2 separate regions of the Anser cygnoides genome follow, and region 2 is linked to region 1. The links are chromatin contacts, called in public Hi-C maps. All regions are on one chromosome and are shown on one strand. Each heading gives the region's core, a stretch centred on a gene start, on an enhancer-like site or on the middle of the called end of the contact. The rest is flanking DNA. Distances are from core to core; before and after follow the strand shown. Region 1 holds the start of PRKCE (protein kinase C epsilon). Region 2 overlaps PRKCE (protein kinase C epsilon).

Region 1 (6,871 bases), core at 1,358-3,857:
TCCAGGTAAAAGACATCTGCAATACTGCTGCATTTGTCTTTTCCTGATTTGGCAATTTTTTTCTTTGCCTATTGCCCAGTTTTACAATCCAAGCTTACTAACATGTAGCTTCTATTGAGCATCAGAATAATCTAGATCTTAATTGTCACGATGTAACATACCTAGCAGAAGTGGGCAATATTTTAAATTCGTAAACATTAAAGTTGTAACAGTAAAGTTATTCAGCTCTTAATCAGCATAAACAGAGCACAATTCTTTCACGCCTTTCCATTGTTCTGATATCTCTTTCTAGCACTGCTTTAAGTAAAGAAGCTCCAAAGGATACATGAAACTCTGAGCTGTTAACTCTTGCTGTTTTCACTTTGGTCCTGGGTTCTTTGTTTGCCAACAAAACATTCCCCTGCCTAGTATCTTTGACCATAATAAATAAACACGAAAAGACAAGCATAAACATTTCAGACGGCTGGTCAAGCAGGGCACATTTAAAAATCAGAAGACAGCTAACATCATTCTATTGCACGTCTGATATAAAGAATATACCATTTAACCGTTTAACTGCAGAAATGTGCATATTCATGTTTCCTGTGCTTCTTTTTGTTTTATTTTCCAGTGTTAAATCACAGCACCTGAGGTTGTCAGACCAAGGATTTTCCAGCTTTTTTGCACCCCCACTGAGGCACGTTAGCCTCTGGGTCTTTAAGATGCAGTAGAAGCTGTTAAACACATTGTGCATGCAGGCAGCAGAATTTGCCTGGTTGTGGCCAAAATCCACCAGAACCCTTTTATCAATTTCAGGCATTTGAAGAAGCACTGCATTAGGTCTATGCACAAAGGTCCAGACCATCTAGGGGAAGAAGGAGCATCAGCATCGTTGCAGTCAGCTTCCAAGCGATACGAGGACCCCAAATCATCTCGGATCAGAGGTCAGACCTGCATTTTTAAGGCTTGTCATGACCTCGTCATGGCTTCGTCAGTTCACACTGAAGCAAAGAACTCGGTCTAAGAGCTGGCTCTGGGTTTTGCAGTGATGCTCTGTACAGATGTATTTGGTCGGCGGGTTTCAAACACAATAAGACAACAGGACTTGTGTTTATGTAACATAATTTCAGAACCTGAAGTGGTAATTACACATCTCTTACTTAGATGCACCCTATTTTTCTTTCTTCCTGTGTCTGTGGACCACATGCATTAGATGCACCACAACCATGACTATCTCAGTATAACAAAGCGTGGAAATAATGAAAAGCCTCCAGAGCCATTACATGCCCTTGGCAACCTAGCTCTGCAATACAGATGTTGCACCCAGAGCGGTGCCACTGAACATCATGTGCACACGTCCGTATCTGCGGCGCCAACACTCACCCAGTCCTCAAAGTGGCGGCTCCCGTTCTGCAGCAAGTCCTCAAACTGGATAGTGCAGTTAGCTACAAAATCGTCGTACCCGATGGGGGCATCGTGGAAAACAGCCATCTCTATCTTCCTGCCGTTGCAAACATCGGTGACAAATTCATCGTTCCAAGCGGGACTGTTGGTCTTCTGCTTGGTGGAGGTCTGCCCGATCCTGGAGTCGTCCACATTGAGGGCTATGTAAGGGTCCAGCAGAAAGGTCTGTGGCCTGGGACCCACCGCATGCCTCAGTGACCACGCCGTGGGTTTCAGATTCACCGCCTCGCAGATCTTGATTTTCAGCAAGCCATTGAAAACCACCATGGCTGGACGGCTGCACTTTTCCTGGGATCAAACACTCGCACAACGCGCTCGCACAGAGAGGGAGGGAAGGAGGGAGGGAGGGAGGGAGGGAAGGAGGGAGGGAGAGAAGGAGGGGAGCAGGGAAGGAGGTCTCGCCAATAAATAGGGGGGCAGGTCTGAGGGGGGGAGCGGGACGCAGCGCGGCTCCGACCCTCGCCGTGCCGCTACCTCTGGTTATTTAGCCTTTGCTCTTGCGACACCCAGTGAATGCATTTATTTTCTCGCCCGTGTTTCTAACGGAAAACAAGGGAGGGGGGCCGCAGGGGAGGGGGAGGCGTCGGCGGCTGCAGAAACCCCCCCAAAACCCGGGCAGGGCAGAGCCGGGGGGCGAGCGAAAGCCTCCTCCCTCCTCCTAGACCATAATCCCGGCTCGGGCCGTGCGAGGGAGGCAGCGCCGCGACCCGAGGCTCCCGCACACGCCAGCCCTGCCCCGGAGCGGCACCGCACCACTCCACGCACACACACAAACACCCGCACGAATCACCAGCACCGGCCGCCCCCCCAGCCCTGCCTACGGCACAGCCTCCGCTCAGCAGCAGCAGCAGCAGCCATCCACCCGGGGACCTTCCATCCGCGCCGCAGCCCGCAGCAGCGGCGGCAGCAGCAGCAGCACCGGCAGCAGCCCCCGCGCCTCCTCCTCCTCCTCGTCCTCCGCCAAGGCCGGGGACCCAGCGCGGCCACCCCCGCGCATGGGGCGCGGAGCGGTGCGGAGCGGGGCTCGGCGGGCTCCGGCTGGGCGGCCGCCGCCCTGGCGATGGGCAGAGCCGCCGCCTCCCTCCCTCCCTCCCTCCCTCCCTCCGTCCGTCCTTCCCTCCCCGCCTCCCGCCGCCGCTCCGCCGCTCGCTCCCGTGCAGGAAATGCGCAAAAGACGTCAGTGTGCGAGTGTGTGTGTGTGTGTGAGCGAGGGAGTGTGTGTGTGTGTGTGTGTGTGTGAGAGTGTGCGAGGGGAGCGTGCCAGCGGCTGTGCGCCCAAACTTTGGCCGGCGGGGGGAGCAGCGCGGCCCGCGGGGGTCCTCGGCTGCGCCCGCCTTTCCTCAGCCCTCGTCTTCCTCTGGGCCGGCCTCCGCGCACTTACAGCTTTATTATCATTTATAGTTTTGTTATTGTCGCTGTTGTTGTTGTATTTCCTTCCCTCGTCCCCCTCACGGGATAAAAGTGGCGTAGGAAGAAAAACACACACACGCCATCCCCGTCCGCCTTCCTCCCGAGCCCCTCAGATTTTATTCAAGCACCCGACCGCCCCCCTCCTCCTCCTCCTCCTCCTTCCTCCCCGCCTCGCTGCTCCCCGCGGGTTTTCCGCCCGCCCCCGGCCGGGCCCCGCCGTCCCTCTCCCTCACAGCGCCGCCCTCCGGCGACCTCCCCGCCGCGCCCCGGCCCCGACCCCCGCCGCTCCGTCCCCTCACGGCCCCGCTGCCTCAGCGGGGCCCGGCGGCAGGCGGGGCTCCCCCGCGGTGTGAGCCGCCGGGGAAGTGGCCTCAGGCCGCCCGGGCCGAGGCCGGGAGGCGCTGTCGGGAGGTGGCGGCCCGGCCCGGCCCGGCCCGGCCCGACCCAGCGGGGCTGCGGGTCACCTGCCTTCCCCCCGCCCCGGCCTCGCTGAGGGGAAACAGCGCGGGGAATCGTCGCTGCTGGGCGTGGAAGATGCGGAAAGGAACGGGGGTGTCTTCTAAAAGGGTGTACGTGCCTTGTTATCGAGCTTATCGCGTAAGATTTCAGTCATGTTCATCGCCATGGTGCTGACTACTGCATGGAATAACCAGGAAACTGCAGCTTTCCCCTCCCCTGCACAAACGTACATAGACGTGGGCTCCAGTTGGTTTCCTCTAGTGAAAAAATACTGCTGCCTTGTTTATTTTTAGTTACTGATCTTGCCAGCTTTTTGTGAGAAAGTCATCAGGATGGACTTAGCCCTTGCACAGACTTTGAATTCACTTTAATATCAGAATTAAAATCCAGGGCCAGCTCTGCTATTCAAGGGGTTGCATCTGCATTTCAGGCAACGTGAAAAGAAGAAGCCTACTGCCAGGATGCGCTCAGGTGAGGACACAAAGGGTTAGCACCGAGTCCTGGATCTGGACCTGGCATTCCTGAGTGGAGAGCAAAGATGAGGTAATTACGGATTTCTACAGGTAATGGCTCAGGAGGCAGGTGTTATATTTGGAGGTGAAGAAATAGCTCCAGTATCTGTGCTTCCACAGTAGTTTCCAGGTAGAAGATACGGTACTAATGAAGCCTAAGGGTCATGAGAGCATTCACATTAATGGAAGAAAGCCTTTTTGTGCCTATTGCCACTTAATCTACTAGTAAAAGCAGAAGTACAGTAAAATCTCCATGTTCATTATCATCTTGACAATCCCCGAGTACAATCGTTTGATAAAAAGCTGTGATATGGAGCCAATTACAGGAACTGTCTTCCTTCACAATTCAGCCTTTCCTGGGCTCATAGCAGCTGTGGTTCATCTATTACGTTACTTCTGTAAAGGATTGTATCCACAGGCCCCTCAGAAATACAAGAATCACCTACTCCTTCCCTCCCCTGTTCACAACCTAGCATGTATCTACTATGTATTGAGCTATATGCTCTTAATTTTAATGTGTGAGAAAGAACACACACTGTAATTAAATATTTCCTCTGGATGTGTTTGTGTTGTTTCTGAATAAAGGCAACCTAAACAATGTGCTCTGTTTTCTTAGCTATTGGAAGATATAAAAGCTGAGCTGATACACTGTTTCATTTTTTTTCTGTTTATTTTTAAGAGACCAACAACTATGTGTATTTTGAATGCCCAAGGTAAGATTTAAGTAAACACAGTCTCCATGGTGAGTTTAATAACCTAACGTCTCCGTAAGATCACACATGCATATTGCAACAGTCTGAATAAATCAGACTATTAACACAATATACAAAGTAATATTAATAAATCTTATATTTGCTTAATTACATATATAATCTACTGCATACACAACTAGGCCCTACTGTTTAATTTAACCCATCTACTCTTTTGCATGCACTGAAACAAGCTAAGGTTTGGTTTCACACATCATTTTTTGTAAGACTGCCTGCGTGAATAAGGATTTGCAAACTCACTTAGGATCATACCGTTCCATCCTTACACTGGCTAGGAAAATACATGTACCTTACACTGTTTTAATTTTTATATGTACATATGTATATATTAAAAAAATAACTTTGAGAAAACTATATGTTTTGTAAACTTTTACACTAAGAAGTTATTAACTTACCAAAAGAACCCAGAACAATATTTTTAAAATCCAGTAACTCAGTACAGTGAACAAAGTTAAAATACTTACAGCAAAGGTCATGAGAAAAACTGGCCCAGCAGTCTCAAAAATTCTAAGTAACAGACAACAAAGATATTCCAACTGTAGGTAATGTTTTCCACTTGAAAGATTTTTCAGTATTTGTTACTTGGTTTTATTTTCTGTTCTCTTGTGGGTTCGAAGGAATTTGTTTCTTCAAGAAGTGAAGAACAAATGCTATTCCTTCTACGTATCACAGGAGGGTAAGGACAACAAGGTAAAACACATGCAATAATTTTGCTGCAGAAAGGCAATGAAAAAGCACTCTACCTGCATTTCTTTATTCTATTGCAAAGGCTACAGCAGAGTGGTAAACTACGCCTTGTAGTTTATTTGTACTTTTGGTAGTCTTCATAGCTGTCGCCTTTTTTTTTTTTTTTGTTAAGGACCTAGAAGCTGGCTGCAGGGCACCTACACTCAGGACCAGTTAAGGAAATCCATCTGCTTTCCAGAAGTAACATTTGCATCTGCTCAGCACTCTCTGCTTGTGAGATCAAAATGCACCTAGATTTATGTCAGGCCTGCTCACAGCCTACATGGCTCACCGGCAGCACTGGCTGCAGGTTTGTGTTTTGATTTTTTGTTAATGTCACTTCAGTCCAGGCAATTACTTGACAGGCAACTGTGTTTTCAGGGTGTCTCGCCAAGTTGTAAGAAAAAGATCCCCAAAAAATGGTAAAAGCAGTTTGTTGTGCATCAGTGTCTAATACCATTCTTAATTTAGGAAAGAGAATAGACTTGTAGCAGATAGCAAAGCTGGAAACAACAGCATGCAGTAGCTACAAACATCCTTTTTCAATATGTGCTTTTACTCCTTCAGACCAGTCAGTCTCTGCCTTCCCCGTTTCATTTACAGTGGCAGTGAAACGGAGGGAATGAGCAAGCTGTAGGCAGCTTGTTACCTTGAGTCAGCCCCTGACCTTTCCGTGGCCTACGAATCCTACAGAGCTCTGTAGAGAAACAGCTCTATCTGGTGGAGGGAGTCTGTAAAGTCCTGTCGAGAATGGGCTTTACTCAGTTAGAGCCACTATTGCAAATGCTTCAATGATGTTCTTGCCCAAAGTTGATAAATAGTTTATGGTTTCAAGAGGATTCTTTTTTCTACAGCGCAAATGGAAGAGGAATATATCTCGCTTAGTCTTTACAAAACTGGTGCTTATATCAGTTTCTAGTGCTTTCATGAAGAATTTTTTCACCCTTCAAGAAATGTCAGTATATTTTCTGGATTTTCCTAGTACAGCAATATGAAAGAATGAGAGGAGCTTTTTTTTTTTTTTTTCTCCTTTTAACGCTAAAAGGAGCGTCATTTCTTAAAGTTATACTAAATAGTTGCAAGTGGAATAAAATCAGGCTTGCATGCAAGGAAAGATTTTCAAAAATATCTTTATATCAAAAATGAAATAAAAGACAGAACTGAAGTTATAAACCTGGTAAAATTTTGTCTCTGAATCCACAGTAAACACATTCAAAGCATCATGTATGTGAAGATGTTCATTAGTATGACTATGTCCACTGAATTACTCTGAATTTAATGGATATACTTATGCAAGTGAAATAGTTGAGTGTTAGTGGGATCAGTCCCTTCCTGGCAAGAAATCACTCCAATCAAAGTCTGTTGGCAAATGCCAAATATCGTTAAAAGTCAAATGATTATTTAGATATCTATTTTTTGTCATGCAGTTATGGAAAAAAAAGCATCCTCAAGAGCATTTTTGCTCCTGTCATGCTGCATGATCTTTAGGCTATACCAACAACCAATTCACCTTTTCTAAAGATGAAGAAAAGACCCAGTCTCACTGAGCTT
Region 2 (6,871 bases), core at 2,705-5,204, 72 kb before region 1:
GGCAGGCCAAGCGGCTGGCAAGCTGGGACCTGCACCTCACGGATAACTTCTTCCTTCCAAAACACAGGGGAGGCCAAGCCCCTGTGAGGGCAGGCAAACATGTGAACAAGCTTCCTAGAGTCGATACCCATGCTTGTCAGTGTTCAAGGAGCATTTGGATAATGCCCTCATTAATATCCTTTAACTTTTGGATAGCCAACGCAGTCAGGCAGTTGGACTTGATGATCTTTGAAGCTCTCTTCCAACTGAACTATTTTCCTTATTCTTCTGGCCAACAAAGCTCTTCGCCACACTGCAGATACTGACAGAGACAGTGCAGCAAGCAGGACACTAACTACTTAACCTAGCTTGTACTGCTCCCTGCCTGTCCCCCAGCACCAACTCCACACTGAGACCCCTCGTGCTCTTCCTTTATGCCCTCCAGCTGCTGGGAATGAAGTACGTGTTGCCAATTAGCCTTGTTAACACTCCCCCCAAGAAGCTCCCGCTGCTCTATTAAGCAGTATTGTTGGATTGCTGGCAGCAGCTGTGGGGTGTCTGGCAGTTTGGGACAGGACTTAACTCCTCGCCTCCTCAGCACTGTATGGGGCCAATCCACCCCACCACCAGTAAGAAATGGCAACATAGGGAACGAGGACAGAAAAACAAAATTAGAATCCCCACAAAAAAGCCTGGAAAATCTTGAAAGCCTGAACAGCCACTCAAGCAAGGCTGGAACAGATAAAGAATGCTCCCTAATTAAAACTGGCTAACACTTCTGTAACATTATCTGATGCTCTGTACTTTTTTCTGCATTCCCTCAAAATTTCATGTGCTAAATCAATCATGACATACGCAAATATCTGTACTTTCGTTTATCTGTAGCAACTGACGCATTTATGTATATTTGATGCTTTACAGCCACTGCAATACTTCTAAGCTTTGCTGTTCCAATAAAACATTCTCTGGCTTATTGTGTAGCAATAACGTTTTCATCCCAATTTTCATTTCACTGAAGATCTGCCTGAAGAAGAACAAGCAGCTTTTAAAACCGCATCTTAACTCCTGCAAGCCTGGCTATTTCAATAATGCGTACTTATTCCTGCTCTGCTAAAGTTGATGTGAAGCTACTTAAATCCTAAAAAATATATCACTAAACCAATCCAAAGTACAAAAGGAGTGTGTACGTGTGTCAGTCAGCAGCAGTGTGTACATCAATGCATTATCTCATCTGTATTTATTATAGTACTAATTCATCTCAGGAAAGAAGACATCCTGTTGTATTTTTGGTTGTTTGGTTGGTTGATTTTTGTAATTTTTTTTATTTGTTATTACTATTATTATTTTCTACATATGGAAATAAGTTATTCTTCAAACCCTTCTTTAATATCTACTTTTATTTTTATATGAACAACTGACTTGCTTGGGGAACTACCCAAAAGACAAGAAAGTTTACAGGCCCCTTTTGTGTTTGTGATATCAAATTGAATTTTCAGTATTGGACTAACACTAAATGGATAATTCTTAGATTAATCAAAGTAAATATAGTAAAATTTACAGAAATACAAATATGAAAATACAAATAAAACCTGCTACAGTGGAAGGTAACCAGCTCAGAATTACCGTGCACTTTTCAACTGCTTTGCATTTCATTCAGGACTTGAAATTGCAGTCATCTTACGTTTGATTAAAAAAAAAATTATTTATTGCCTTTTTTAAACTGCTGCCCCCACTACATGAGAATCAGTTAGAAGTTTCTAAAGAATTTTGACTCTGTAGAACTTTTAACCTCCAAGTTTAGACAGATCTTCTAGTTCACTTCAATAAATACTTCTTAGAGGACAGGAAAATTGCATTACTAATTATCACGAAGAACCTTGTGATAAAAACAGGATGAATTGCTATGACACAGAAGTAAGTTTTTCTTTGGAGAAGTGTTGTAAAAGATTGAAGTACCCTGTGATAATACAATCCCTGCATATTTCTCTCTTTTGTGCTGTATGCACCTCTAAATCTTTAACAGAAGATTTTTGCCATGCACCTGTACCATCACCAATGCTGCAGCACTCCACAGTGATCCAGCCACAAGGCACAGAAAGACTAAATTAAAAAAAATAATAATAATAATAAAAAATCTTATGTATCACTTTTCCCAAGCAATTGCTACTCTTAGAAATCACACAATGAGGTACTATTTCTTTCAATTCTACAAAAGGAAAAAATGTCCCAGTTGGACATTCTCAGGATGATAAAGCTGCTCAATGGGATCAGAAGTAAAATCTTTCCTAATCACACCCACCCAAGTCCATCTCAAGTGCACGATGACTCAAGTCCATCTTGCTTCACCATTGACTACATATGTTGTAATGATCTAATGTTGAAAAAGCATTAATAGTTTATAAGGTCAAATTCTGACCTAACTTTAACCCCACAAGATGTCAGTGTTATTCATGTGATTTCAGCTGCTGCTTTGAATATAAGCAAAAGCTCAAGAGAATTTTTGCAGCACTACCTACCACACCTTGGTTAACAGGCTGTCCTCCAGGTCTATCAGAAACACAGCATGAACTCTGTAAACCGCCACGCACACTATCAGACAGGGTTAACTCTACTGTCATAACCAGCTTACGTGAGGTTATGGTCTCCACTTCCAGCACTAGCATACAACAGCTCTGTCTTTCCATCCTCCACCCACAACATAATCCCTCCAGTTTACCAGCGCCGTACATTTTTTGTAGCTGGAAGGGAAAAACTATTCAGACTAATAGTTTTACTTTCAGTACATTTATATAGAGGAGTGACATCTGACAAGTTCCCTACTCTACCAGCCTTCTTTCACAGTATGTCCAACACAAGATTACATCAGACAGGTGTTTGTCAGGGAGTAGAATTCCACTCAAAACCTCCAAACATATCTGTTGTTAAGAAAACAGTTCTCACTACTGTGGTGGTGAGTACCCATGAGGAATACTGACGGTTCAAGTTCAGATCCTACATAGCAAATGTCAGTATCTTGTAAGTCATCCTTACAACCTGTCATTTCTACTGGAAGTCTCACAGGGAAGTTAAGATAATATATGGTTGTGAAGGTTAGTCTTCAGATTATTGGGGTCCATACAGTGCAGCTTAACACAACTTGTATAAACCATAGCATCACGTAAAGGCAGAAAGGTAGGCTACTGAAAGTTGGGAGAGAGTAGAAGGTCTTTAGGTCAGAAGGTCGTTTTGTGATGAAAAACTTCAGGGGTATTTGGTCGACAGTCATTTGGGGAGATACAAATGAGGGACTGATGAGATGAAGAAGAAAGCTGCTTACTGGTGGGTACGGAGAAGCCTAGAAGTCTAGTTAGGGCAAAATATTTAAGTTAGCTGTCAGTGGGAAGGGACCACGCTCATGCGAGTGAATGGCAGAGGAGCTTCTGATGCTAGCAGCTGCAATAGCTCTCCCAGCTTAGTTCTGGTAGGTGTAGAAAAGCCATGGAAAGATGAATATATGCATTTAAGTTTTTTCTCTGTTAATTAACTTCTGCAAATTTAATCAATGCCTAATTAAAAAACCCTACACTTTTTTTTCCAGTGCAAAAATCTGCCTTCAAATACTTTAAAAACAACAACAAAATGATGTTTGTCACAATTAAGAAGGTTTACATAGAGTTATAAGTGTTTAATTCCTTCCTGTCCTTCCCATCAATACAGTTACTGATTTTACAGACCAAGTCCTTCCCTGGCTGATTCATTATTCATAGAAGAGACAGAGGATGCTGCCTGCCATTTATTTCTGCTGAACTACAAACATTGCTCTGGTTTTGAAATAGGTCCATGGGAGCAATAATAAGAAAAAGCCAATCGCTGAAAGCTGAAAAATAAGTGAAAGATAAAAGGGCCATTATTCAGAAATCAATAACACTGCTCCCTAAAAGGCATTCTACGGTGAGGTAATCACATTTGCTGCCGTGGAGCTGCAGCAGCTGCACCCTACGTGAGGGTTTCCAGACAGGATCTGCTGCAGGTAGACACCATGTGCAGGAAGCACTGGGGGAATGGAGAAGGGGGGTATGGGGGCAGGCAACAGTAGAGAAGAAAGTACACGGTCAATGTCTCAATTTTGTTTGCTCAGTGGGCAAAGTCTACCTGCACCACACAGCTGAACTTCCCCAGCAAAAACTTTGGAAAATGTACTTGTCCAGCTTGTAACCTACAGGATCCTAGCCCGTTCTTTTTGGTAAATTCAGCTCTCACTCTGAATGCTGACATCTGAAAACAACACCGAAACAAGTAATTCATTGGGGTTGAAGCTTCCATACATTTCTACCTATTTTTCTTTTTATCTACGTATATTTGCAAAGTACATTACGCTCCCTGTAACAGAAAACATTATAAATGCTTTCTGGAAACAAGACTGTGGATATGCTGTTCACAACACCATGACAAACATATCAATAATCCCACAGAAAAGAACCAGACTTTTTGATAACGTAAATTTCCCAGAATCATCTGAGATGGTAAAAGGATTCAGCTATTGCTAGAGCAATTATTGATTCCATCTAATAGAAAGCCGTATGTACAGACTCCCTGAAATAGCTCCAGAAACAACCTTAAACAATGTGTCGGAGTGGACGGAAGGGGAAAACAGATGGCAGGCATTTTCATCTTTTTCAGTGAGGAACAGAAGAGCCAAGTCAGAGAGCGAGCATTTGGAGAATTTTCTCCAAAACAACCATAGGCAGCAGCACTGTCTAAAGCCTGGTGGATATCCAAAGGATTATGTGGGTCTGATTCTGAAATGCGTTCCGTTTGATACAAAATGCCACGCTACACAGCGCTGCAATCAGCCAGCACTTCCATCGCGAGCATGCTTTAAAACCTGCACATAATTACTGATGCAGAATTATTGTGTGCACTTGAAAGTAATCTTGAAAGTACTTGAAAAATAATCTTTTATAAATAAAGTTTTGCTGGTGCTCATTTTTTAGCTTTATATGGGCAGCAATTCCACACAGTGAGAAATACCAAACAAACACATTTCAGGAGTTCCGGATCTTTTTCTCAAACATTCAGCAGCTTAAATTCCACTTCCAAAGAACTAAATCAGTAGATCTTAGAAATTTCAGTTTACCACTAGTATTTCAGTTCAAGTCTCTTAAATTCTACTGCAAACAACAGAACAGATTAGGATGAAAAGGACAGCCTGTTAATTCACCTAGTACAAACCCCTGAAAATGGATAAGCATACTTATCTTTGACAATTCTGTTGGAATTCAGAACCACCTTTAAAACTCTAGCACAACTTCACAACTTTCAAAACACAACATAAAACACAAAACAATGAGGAACAGAACATCGCCCTCTTTCTTTTGAAGTTCAACTAAAATTAATTCAAGTACGTAAGGGCAGACTACTTCAGAATACTTACTGTTAGATGTTGCAACGTAGAAAAAATCAGAAACCAGTCTCAAAATAGCAAGGAAACCCATAAATGCACGCACACAAGGAGTATTAAAAAAAAACAACAACAAACAAACAAAAAAAAACACCAGTCCTGGCTTGCAAATGACACCCAATCTTCAATTTGCATATCTCAGCAATCATTATCCTCATGTCTTACAAAATATGGTCCCTGACGTCCCACTGGGGGAAGTTTCAGAGATTGGAACAGAAATTAGAATTGATTACAGAACACATATGAAGTGGAGACGGCAGGTTTTTTTCTCAGAGTTAATTAAATTTAAGCAACAAGACAAAGGATGAAAGTTTCTGGAAAATATAAAGTAAAAGCTAATATTCGTTAACAGGAAAATGGGGGGGGGGAAGAAGCAAAGAAGCCTTTTTTCCTAGTAGGGCTCATAAATGAAAGAGGAGTGGGGAGCTCATCATTTTTCATGATGAGGAAATGGAAGAGGAAAAGGATTTCATTATTTCATAAGACAATTATGTGTAACAGATATAGAAAATATATCCCCTCTGAAATTAATTCTTAATAGTGCATTTATACATAGTATGCTTAGCTATAGAATACAAATCTTTCTATTTCCAGGGTTTACTGTCATAGTGGAATCCACTTACAATGAAACCGTTAATATACAGAATGCTTCCCATTATCCAATTTCCTTCCACTGTATTTCAGTGGATTAAAAATAAATAAATAAATAAATAAAACAGAAACACACAAAATTGTAGATAGCAGACTAACTTGGCAATACAGGTCTGAGTTAATACAGATGGAGCTTCAAATACACCATATTATACCAAAAAGCACAAAAATTGAAATACAGAAATGGATGCTAAGGTAACAGATTTAAAGGTACATGATGTGTTTGGCTGATTTTTCAAATCAATTCAGCATTGATCCAAGGTAATTTTTCATTCTGTTCTCTCAGTTTCAACACCAATCCTCCAGACTACAAAACTGGCTGGATCAAAAGCCAATACTGTAGATTTTCATTGTAGCTACAGTAGCTGTACTACAATTCCATCTCCAGGCAAGAATCTAAAAACAGCCCACTGTGGTTTACTAATTATCTCCAAGATGCACAGTTCAGCACTGTTTAAAAGTTCCTCTCTTGTAATCAAAGAGAAATGTTCTCTGTTGTACCATTTCTGCATCGCAGGTGTTTTAGTGAAGTCACTCCTTGGCACATGGCAAGGCTCTCTAGCTCTTTTACAGAGACGATGACAACACACCAGGACATGCTTTACTTTAGATTTTTATCTCTCACACTCAGGTCTAGCTGTGAAAATCCACTTACTTTACAGGTGGAATGTAGCCCTGGTGATAGCTTCAAGTGTTCAACTGATGGACCTTGTCAATAGAAAATATACGGACAATGTAACACATGCAGAAATAGCAATACCGATGCCTTACTGAACTTGTATAGATGCTACAGCACAAGCC

The links. Hi-C and Micro-C count contacts between places; a contact is called where the count stands out from the background.
Region 2: a Hi-C map of liver shows a contact between it and region 1, with 1.8 times the contacts expected there. The contact joins the enhancer-like site here to the promoter of PRKCE in region 1. A contact is called at or near these places in 4 of 7 Hi-C or Micro-C datasets (granulosa cells and liver).

What each region holds. Positions count from the first base shown.
Region 1 is chr3:29,476,621-29,483,491 of Taihu_goose_T2T_genome, reverse strand. It overlaps PRKCE (protein kinase C epsilon), which reads right to left and starts at 2,607. Exons shown (of 16, transcript XM_013171109.3): 1 at 1,363-2,607. The coding sequence starts at 1,710. LOC106029796 (a long non-coding RNA gene) reads left to right here and starts at 3,050. Exons shown (of 3, transcript XR_007169170.2): 1 at 3,050-3,855; 2 at 5,454-5,630.
Region 2 is chr3:29,550,199-29,557,069 of Taihu_goose_T2T_genome, reverse strand. All of the region lies in intron 1 of PRKCE (protein kinase C epsilon), which reads right to left. Among named protein-coding and RNA genes, the nearest start is that of PRKCE, 73 kb to the right of the region's middle. Within about 2 kb of position 3,954, at least 2 of the 3 cell types and tissues checked have open chromatin away from gene starts, as enhancers often do. A contact at or near this core is called in liver, where this site is marked.